2 separate regions of the Bos taurus genome follow, and region 2 is linked to region 1. A link is a contact called in public Hi-C data. All regions are on one chromosome and are shown on one strand. The core of a region is the stretch at or near the end of the contact, and the rest is flanking DNA. Distances in the headings are between cores, read along the strand shown.

Region 1 (4,450 bases), core at 706-3,205:
TTAAGTACTGTAATAATGACTTCACTATTTCCCCCAATTTGCAATCCCCCGAATTCCCTCCTCACCTCCCTCCACAACAAATACTTTGTCTCTAGGCATCAATAAGATGCTATGGTCCTCTTACATCTCTTCAGCGTTCACTTGAAAGCATCAGGGTATAGGAGTCTGTCTTACATGCTTTGGATCGCACCTGATGCAACCCATCCACAGGCATTTCAACTATATGATTTGGATGAGAAAAGAAAACATTTTAACCCACTTCCAGAATTTTAAAAAGATATCTAATAAATTAATGTCTGTTATGTTAATGGCTTTTATATGTTTTCACTAAAAAGTGATGCTTTCCATGTGTTGGTAATAATATTGTCTCTGCAGTCACACAGAATTTTGCCAGGACTCTCAGAATGAACTCGGAATTCGCCTTTGTCATAGGGTTCTTGCCTGCCTAAAGGCAATCCTCAACCCAAAGAGCCTACTTATGAAATGAGCAGCAGTGTTAGGTGGATACTGAGAAAGTGGCTATCATTCAAGAGATTCCCAGTCCACCCGTGGTGTCTACCTCCGCCTCTTTCACCAGTTTCTGTGGTAACATTTCACTGAGCTGAGAACCAGTACAATTTCTTGTACTATTCCAGAAAAACTGGGAACCTTAGGCATGAAAATTTATGTTTGTGCCAAAAAGCTTGTGGTTATATTATGAGGTTTAAATGAACTCTTGTAAAGCGGGTTATGGTGTGTGTGTGTGTGTGTGTGTGTGTGTGTGTGTGTGTGTGTGTGTGTGTGTGTGTGTGTGGAAAGCAGCTATAAAATACAAATATTCTGCTTGGTTGCTGGTATCCCGTTGTCTTTTCTTGCTCTTTCCACTAGATGGCGGTGGATGCCCAAGAAATAACTTGCAAAGGGCTGGTGGAGGGCGGTGAGAGGGGTGTTCTTTTCTTTCACTGGGTTGTTGGTAGCTGAGCTGGCACGCTCTTGTTCCTCTGTTGCGAGTGGGCATGGTATTTTTCTTTTTTCGTGTATGTGTTGGGGGAGGCCGGAAGACTTGCCACAGACCACCTGTTTAATCCAGGTTCAGTTTAAGCATAGGGCAGCATCTCGCCAGCTGGCAAAAAAAAAAAAAAAAAGAAAAATCCATAGAATTTCTCTCAACTATCAACAGACTTGGGTAGAAGCTATGGAACCGTTTCAGGAGAGCAGCCAGCATCGATTTAGAGATGCTTCGGCATCTGTTGCCTATATTTGTGGAGATGGAAGAGAGCAACTCGCTGGTGAGGAATGACCGCGGCGACTGCGATCAACCCACAAGTACTTATAGATTCCCTCCCATGTGCCCATCACCGGATCAGAAGCTACACAAAAAACATAAGAGGTGGCGTCCTTCCGGCCTCTTGTGGTAGAGAACACAAAACACACAGAGAGATCAGCAAGACCTAGCCGGACCAAGTTATCATTGTGTGAAGACGGTTAAGTCCTACAAGTATTATGAGATCAGTGGGGGTACAAACGGCCAACGGGATAGCCTGTGGGTAGAGAGAGTGCAGGGAAGAAGAACAAGGAGGGATAAGAGAACTCGGGTGGGAATCTCTGGAGAATTCCGGAGAGAATTTGGAATTAGGGAGCGAAGAGGAAATGGGAGGGAGGGGAGAGGCCAAGCCCGGCCCTGCGCGGACTGCAGCTTCGGAAAGGCTGGCTCAGCGGCCCCTTCTGTTTTCTTCATTTAGGTCCCAGGCATTTCCGACAGACCGGAGAGTCTCGGGTCAGCCTTCTCGCCGGGGCTATCTCGGGAGCACTTCGGCCACGCGGCGGGAGAAACCGCGCACTCCCGCAGCGAGGGCTCGGGAGGCAAGCGCGGCTACAAAGGGGGCGTGGCGTGGCGAAGGGGCGTGGCGGGTGGGCGTGGCTCGCCTCCCGCCTGTGCCCGCCGACGCCGCCGCAGCTGCCGCCTCCGCCCGCCTCGCGGACCGAGGGAGCGGTGTCGCCGCCGCCTGCCCGCCCGGGTGCCCGCGAGCCCGGGCTGCGGTGGGCCAGGATGTCGGGATTCCTGGAGGAGCTGCTGGGCGAGAAGCTAGTGACTGGCGGCGGCGAGGAGGTGGACGTGCACTCGCTGGCCGCCCGCGGCATCTCGCTGCTCGGGCTCTACTTCGGCTGCAGCCTGAGCGCCCCCTGCGCGCAGCTCAGCGCCAGCCTGGCCGCCTTCTACGGCCGCCTGCGGGGGGACGCAGCGGCCGGGCCGGGGCCGGGGCCGGGGGCCGGGGCGTCGGCGGAGCCCGAGCCGCGGCGCCGCCTGGAGATCGTCTTCGTGTCCTCGGATCAGGACCAGCGGCAGTGGCAGGACTTCGTGCGGGACATGCCGTGGCTGGCGCTACCCTACAAGGAAAAGCACAGGAAGGTGAGCGGCGCCGGCCTCGCCGCGCGTTCCCGGGAGCCGGTCCTCACGGCCCCCGGCGCCCCCGCTGCCCCCTCCTATAGTGCACGCGCTTCCCCTCCTGCTCCTCAGCGTCCCCTGCCTCTGCCCGCCCCGCGTCCCGGAACCCTGCCGGCTCGGGGTTCCCGCGGCGGCAACTCGGTGTCGATGCCAGGCCGCGCCCGCTGGGGAAGTTTGAAACCCCTCGGCCCCCGGGACCCTGACTCAAGTCCTGGGGAGTCGAGGGCCGGGTCCCCCCATGTTGGGAGCCTCCCGTAGCGGGTGGCTGCGGTCGGGGGGGGTTCCGACTCGGTGACCCCCAGCCCCGGGCAGAGGCGCGGGGAGGGGGCCCCTTCCTTCCCTCAGCCCTCGACTCCCCGCGGCTACCTGTGGTGGGGGGGAGGGCGCCGGCCCCCTACCCATAATGCCCGAACCAGGAAGTTTTCTCTCTTTACGAGAGAAATCTGCTTTCCTGAGGCTACCTCCTGCTGTGGCCGAAGGCGGGTCCCCCGGCGCCCTGGGGTGGGGGTGTCGGGCGCTGACCGTGGCTTTGGGCGAGAAGGGAGCTTGGTCGTCTCCCCTTGCCCTCCCTTCGCTCCCCCTTTTCCCTCCCTCGGACTAAACTAGAGGCCATCAGGGAGCCTTTCATTGTCTGGCTGTCCAGCCAGCCATCCCCCCTGATACCTCCCGGGCACTGGACCAGACCCGTCCATGTGGCTGTTAGTGGCTTGGTTGGTGGGCCACTGGTGTCTTGGCATCGAATTAAACGCTGAACCGATTCCTTAAGTGTAGACTGACCAGAAGAATGAGGATGGGGGAAATTTACACTCCTCTGTCAACTTCTCATTCCCTCCTCTCCCCCGGGTTTGCTGCTGAAATTAGCTTGGATTTTTGAGTGTGTCTGTTGGATGAAGATGTCTGTTTTAATAAAACGAATTCAGGAAATTTTGCCATGAATCGAAACAGAAAAAGTTTTGGAGCGCTCTTGCTTAATTAGTATGCCTGCTGCAACGTGTGAATCCAGCCGGGTTCTTTCCTGAGGAGAATCTCTGTTTATGGAGTGGACAGAAGGGTTCTGCTGGGGGCGTTTAGATTCCACTCTGGAGGATGGTAAGGGCATGCCATGTGTTTCTTTAATGCCTATAGAATCTTGTTGAGAAGCATGATTTAGATTTAGTGAGAGTAAAAGGCTTATACTGTGGCCCCAAATGTCTCAAGTAAATCATCCACAGAAGCAATGTAAGGTACAGACTTGGTATTCAAAGTATGAAACACAGTTTAACAAATAGAGTTTGTAAATTTAGCATTGGAAAAACATGGACTCACAAACCACACAGAGGCAACACTTTGCGTTTTAACCACTTTTTAGATGATCTTGCCCATATTTGACTTATCTGCTTGGTACAGGGCAGGGATATGAATAGCCAGTCCTTTTTTGCTCTAAAACATGGGAATCCTTTGTTTTCCTTGGTGGTAGTTTTTATGATCCTTTTGGGGAGGAGTAATGTCCAGAAAGTGATTTATCAAGAAATATTTTCATTATTATGGCCTATTTCTATTGTAGACCAAAGTCTGTGTAAAGTACTGTCCTTATTGGGCAATACAAATGATTTCTAGCTTTTGCAAATACACAATGATGGTAAAATGTTACAGACTTAAGGTCTATTGTTGTTTTCCCCCGTAAGTGATGGAAATAAATTTTCTGGATAGTAAAATAAGGAGCAAATTGAGATGTTTTGCAAATGCCTAAACCTTTTTTTTTTTCCAAAAAGAATATTTAACGTGACAAAAGACCCTGATGCGGGAAAGATTGAAGGTGGGAGGAGAAGGGGATGACAGAGGATGACAGGAGGCTTGGCATGCTGCAGTCCAAGGGGTCGCAAAGAGTTGGACACAACTGGACGACTGAAGAATAACAACAGCAACAACAAGCCATGCCTGCTTCACTGTGTCTGATCAAGTCCTTTTGCACACACACAGACAAAGTGGTTTGTGACCCCAGCCTGGGCCTGTTCATTTCGCCAAGATGAGGGTCTCGATGAGACA
Region 2 (4,450 bases), core at 1,226-3,725, 180 kb after region 1:
CGCTGGGCACCACATCAGGTGTTCCCCGCCTTTCTCTACCTCTCCCATACCAGCCACCAGCAACAATGTGAAAACCTCCTGCCTGGGTGATACAGGTCCATTTCCCCAAACCACACTTGCTCTCAGAGCTCTCAACAGTGAGGCAGGTAAGTGGGATATGGATATAGGGACCCCGAGCCTCACTTTCATGCTGGCATAGAGATGCACCCCAGGGAGGGATGATGGGGGGAAAGAGCTGGGAAGAGCAATACAGGCGAGTCTCAGCAATGGGACCACTTCTCTTACACCGAATGGCAGCTTCACTGTTTCTGATGGATGATCCTCTCCCTCCTCCTCCTTCCAGGCTGTAATAGGTCTGTTAGGCATATCCCAACTGTCAGGCAAGTCTGTTTGGAACCAAGGCTACAAATTTCTCTTTATGATGAGAGGACAGAACCAAGTGTTAAAACCAGCATCTATTTCTTTTAAAAACCTAGCAGGTGTCAAAATAATTTTAAAGATAATCAACAAGAATGAGCATGCCAGGCATGGTGCTGAGTACTTGACATTCATCTCACTTAATCCTCAGAACAACCCTACCAGGTAGTTTCTGTTACGCCTGCTTTCCAGATAAGGGAACAGATGGCTCACAATGCTGCTCACTTACACAGAGCTACCAAGGGACAGATCCAAGAACCAAATCCATACACATCTGCCCACGGAGCCAGCTCACTTACAAACAGCCACCTAATCCACCCAGTAACAGGCGATCTTACCTTTGGTGAGTAACACTTTGCTGCAGCCTGCCCCAGCAGCAGATCGCAGAATTGTCCCCAGGTTCCCAGGGTCACGGAGATTGTCACAAATCAACGATATGGGCAGTGTGTGGCGAAGCTGAGTCTCAGGGTATGTCATCTTAACATGGTCAGGTTTGGCAAAAATCCCTGAGGAAACAAGAAATGTGATTCATTTGTCTGATGTGGGTATGGGGAGTAATTTGACGTTTTGGTTATTTACCACTCTTGGTGTATTTGTAATTACATACATGTAAACATTCTGATGGAATAAATTCAGTGTGCCCCCCGCCAACTCCCTCATAACTGCTTTCAATAGTGGAATGTATCCTTTCAGAACTTCTTCCATGCACTTCCCTACATGTATGTCCATCTACCCATATATAAGTGCTTTTTCTTTTATAGTAAAATCACACTCTATGTAATTATTCTGTGATCTAGTTTCCTTTTTTTTTTTTTGGCCAGGCTTAAGTGGCTTGCAGGATCTTAGTTCTCCCACCAGGGATTGAACCTGGGCCCACAGGCAGTGAAAGCACCAAGTCCTAACCACTGGACTGCCAGAGAATTCCCAACATTTTCTTAAGTTTTAAATGAACATTAAAGGTTGAAGTGACTCCCAAAACATAAGGTCTGAGGAGGAGTGATTACTCCCTGCAGACTATAAAAACTCACAATACAAATGATGACAGACAACTGGCTTCAGTTTCCACTTAAAATACAAGATTCACAGATTTGAAAACTGTGTTGTAAGAAAAGGTTAGGCCCAGTAATATTGTGAATTTCATTTAAATTTGTTGCCCTGAGACAAGTATGAACAAATGATCCCAAGCCTCCCCTTCTACAGACACAGTGAACAACCACTGACCCATTATTCCCTGTGGTGTTACCAGGTCGGACCAATCCTTGATATCCTCAAATTTCACCTTAATGAGGCTAACACCTTTCAGCTTTTCAATGGGCAGCTCTTTTATGTATTCCAGACGGCTGAAGAAGAAAATTTGGGGCACAGCACCAGCCTTGAGAGCGTCTGCAATCAGCCTACGACCTTCCAGCAGGATCTTCCCCTGCTTTTCTCGAAATGGCCTGGACTTAACTATGGTCATCACACTGCTGTGGGTGGAAACAAAAAGATGGGTAATTACCAACATCCTCATTACGGACACACATCGAGTTCTAGCAGACATGAAGAGCTTCGTAGTGAAAGAAACAAACGAACTGTTAGAAAGACACTTATTCTGCCCTCTGTGCACAATAAAAACCAGAGAGGTGTGCTCCAAGAGAACGCAAGGGAAAGAGGTCAAGCTCTCGCCATGAGGAGGGAGGAGAAACGAGAAAACTCGACAAGCCTCGGGGACACATCACCTTAGCCTTTTGTCTCCAGGGAAAGCCTTATCATAGCGAAGCCCCGACTCTTCCCAGGTGCTGGGCGTCTGGGATGCTGGCCCCTGAATCTGCTGCTTCTGTCGCTGCTCCCGGGGACTGGCCTCTGCCGCTGCCTTCCGAGGCTGTTTCCCGGGATCGAGCTTCCGTTCCACAACCTCACCAGATGGAAACAGCACTTTCACGGGGCTCCGCCGCAGTGCCCGGACCCAGCGCCGCGCATCGAGGTCCCAAGCCTGCACCACCGGCAGCAAAGGTCGCGTACCCAATCCCACGCGCTTCACTAGCGCCGCCATCTTCCCCCGCCCCGTGGGTCGCGTCACGAAGGCGCGCCGGCGGCGGCCAGTGACGTCACTAGCGCGCCGGCGTCAGCTGTGGTTTGTGCGCCGCCGTACGCGTGACCGGTGGTAGTGTAGGTGGTCATGGCGAATCGCAGAGCTCTGCACTTCGTGTTCAAAGTGGGAAACCGCTTCGAGACGGCGTGTTTCTATCGCGATGTCCTGGGGATGAAGGTGCAGGCGGGGCGGAGAGGGGCTGGAGCTCGAGGGGGGTGCGAGTGACTGAACCCCACCTGGCCGAGGGAGGAGAAACGGGTGCGATGTGAATTTCACTGCGAATTCGGGTGTCGGACCTTAGCCCCAGGACTTCCCATTAACTCTGTGGTTTTCAGGTTCAGGAAGCATCACGAATTGCGGCTTGGGTTAGATGGACTTTGAAAGGGGGCTCACACTTACTAGTTGCCGACTGTGTGCGCACACAGGTCCTTTCAGTTTAAGTTGTTTAACGAATGTTTATTCCTGTCTTTGCGAAGTTTCCAGTCTGTGAGAAAGATAGTAAATAAAAGGTTACGTAATACTCTTCCAGTAAACAATGACTCTTCTGATTTGGAGCCTTTTGGTTTTAGATACCAGCATAATTCAGAGCTCTACTTTTCTTGGGGCTGGTTTGAATGGATCACTCACTCTGTCTAGGTGAACGATCCAGCTTGTCTCAGAAGTGTGAAATCAGAATCCATTCTCCTTTCCAACACCTAGAAGTGGCATCTCCCCAGCTGTGATTCTGCAGAGATCACCTGGGTGGCAAGCACAGGTGGAAGCTGTTGGAAGGCTCCTGCTACGGAGGGACTTTAGATGTTGTCAACTGAAGGAAAAATTAACAACCTAAGATTTTTGAGTTAATTTTTATTTGGGGACCTTCCTAAGGACTCTAGTGTGGAAGACAGCCTCTCGATAGCTCTGAGGAACTGATCTGAAGAGGCAAGGGAGGAGCTAGAAGGTATATGAGATTTTTGCTTGAAGATGGGGAAGAACCCAAAACCATGTAGGAACATCAAAAGATTACTACTAAGCACAGAAATAGGCAGCTCAAGTTAATGGTTTTAGTGCTTTTCTGTGCGTGGCAAGATGGGTTCTGAGTACCTTGAAATTTTTCCTTAGAAATGTATCTTAAATGTCTAGGACCAGAATCCAAAAGCAGAGAATGCTTCTTGTTATTTTTCCATCCTGAATTCCCCTCAGGGTGTGCTGTTGGTCAGCAACTGCATTAGCTGATGGTTTGATCCTTGTTGAAATGGAATTGCAGGCAACATTGTTTACAATGTGCAAGAGTAAGACTTAATGTAGAGACACTGCAGAGTACAAAGGGAATTACCTAAATTCATCAATCATTTAAAGAATATCACCTATTTCATGGTTCTGTTTTGGGCTTTGGTGACAAAGATGAAAATGACCCTGTTATCTGTCCTCAGTTAAGATCCTGGTTTGGTGGGAATTGTATTTGTACTTTGCAGATGGTAATGGAAGTTAAAATGTGGTGATAGAAAACCACAAAACTCTCCCTTAAAGTGTTTCCTCATTGATTAAAGGGTGGTTGTAAAGATTAAGTGTTATTATATATGTAGTATTTGACATGTGGTTTGTATTATGTAAGTATTAGCTATCATTATTATAAAAGTACAAGAGGAGAGATTTAACTCTGACCTGGGTCCTCAGGAAATAATTCATAGAGACCTTGTACTTGAGTTGACCCCTAAAGATAGGATTTCCACAGACCTAGATTATAGATCTGAACAGCTAATGCACAAGTAAGATATGTTTGGGAAACGTAACTAGATTTATGTGCCTTTAGCTTAGATTACTTAGTTGAAGTTGAGGAGATGGGATACCAGGACAAATAGCTTGGAACTGCTTCTTATAGTATCTTGAATAATATGCTAAGGAATTTGGATTTTATGTCATAGTAAATGGGGAGCTCTCTTACATTTTGGAACAGGGCAGTGATGTGATGAGAGCTGTGCT

The links. Hi-C and Micro-C count contacts between places; a contact is called where the count stands out from the background.
Region 2: a Hi-C map of blastocyst shows a contact between it and region 1, with 11 times the contacts expected there. The contact joins the promoter of MRM3 here to the promoter of NXN in region 1. A contact is called at or near these places in 5 of 11 Hi-C or Micro-C datasets (blastocyst, liver, skeletal muscle and 1 more).

Annotation. Positions count from the first base shown.
Region 1 is chr19:21,887,203-21,891,652 of ARS-UCD2.0, forward strand. It overlaps NXN (nucleoredoxin), which reads left to right and starts at 1,956. Exons shown (of 8, transcript NM_001102136.1): 1 at 1,956-2,389. The coding sequence starts at 2,030. LOC132342970 (a long non-coding RNA gene) reads right to left here and starts at 1,880. Exons shown (of 2, transcript XR_009491591.1): 1 at 125-1,880.
Region 2 is chr19:22,062,553-22,067,002 of ARS-UCD2.0, forward strand. It overlaps MRM3 (mitochondrial rRNA methyltransferase 3), which reads right to left and starts at 2,476. Exons shown (of 4, transcript XM_002695710.6): 1 at 2,136-2,476; 2 at 1,639-1,883; 3 at 756-923. The coding sequence starts at 2,449. It overlaps GLOD4 (glyoxalase domain containing 4), which reads left to right and starts at 2,570. Exons shown (of 9, transcript NM_001101953.1): 1 at 2,570-2,665. The coding sequence starts at 2,576.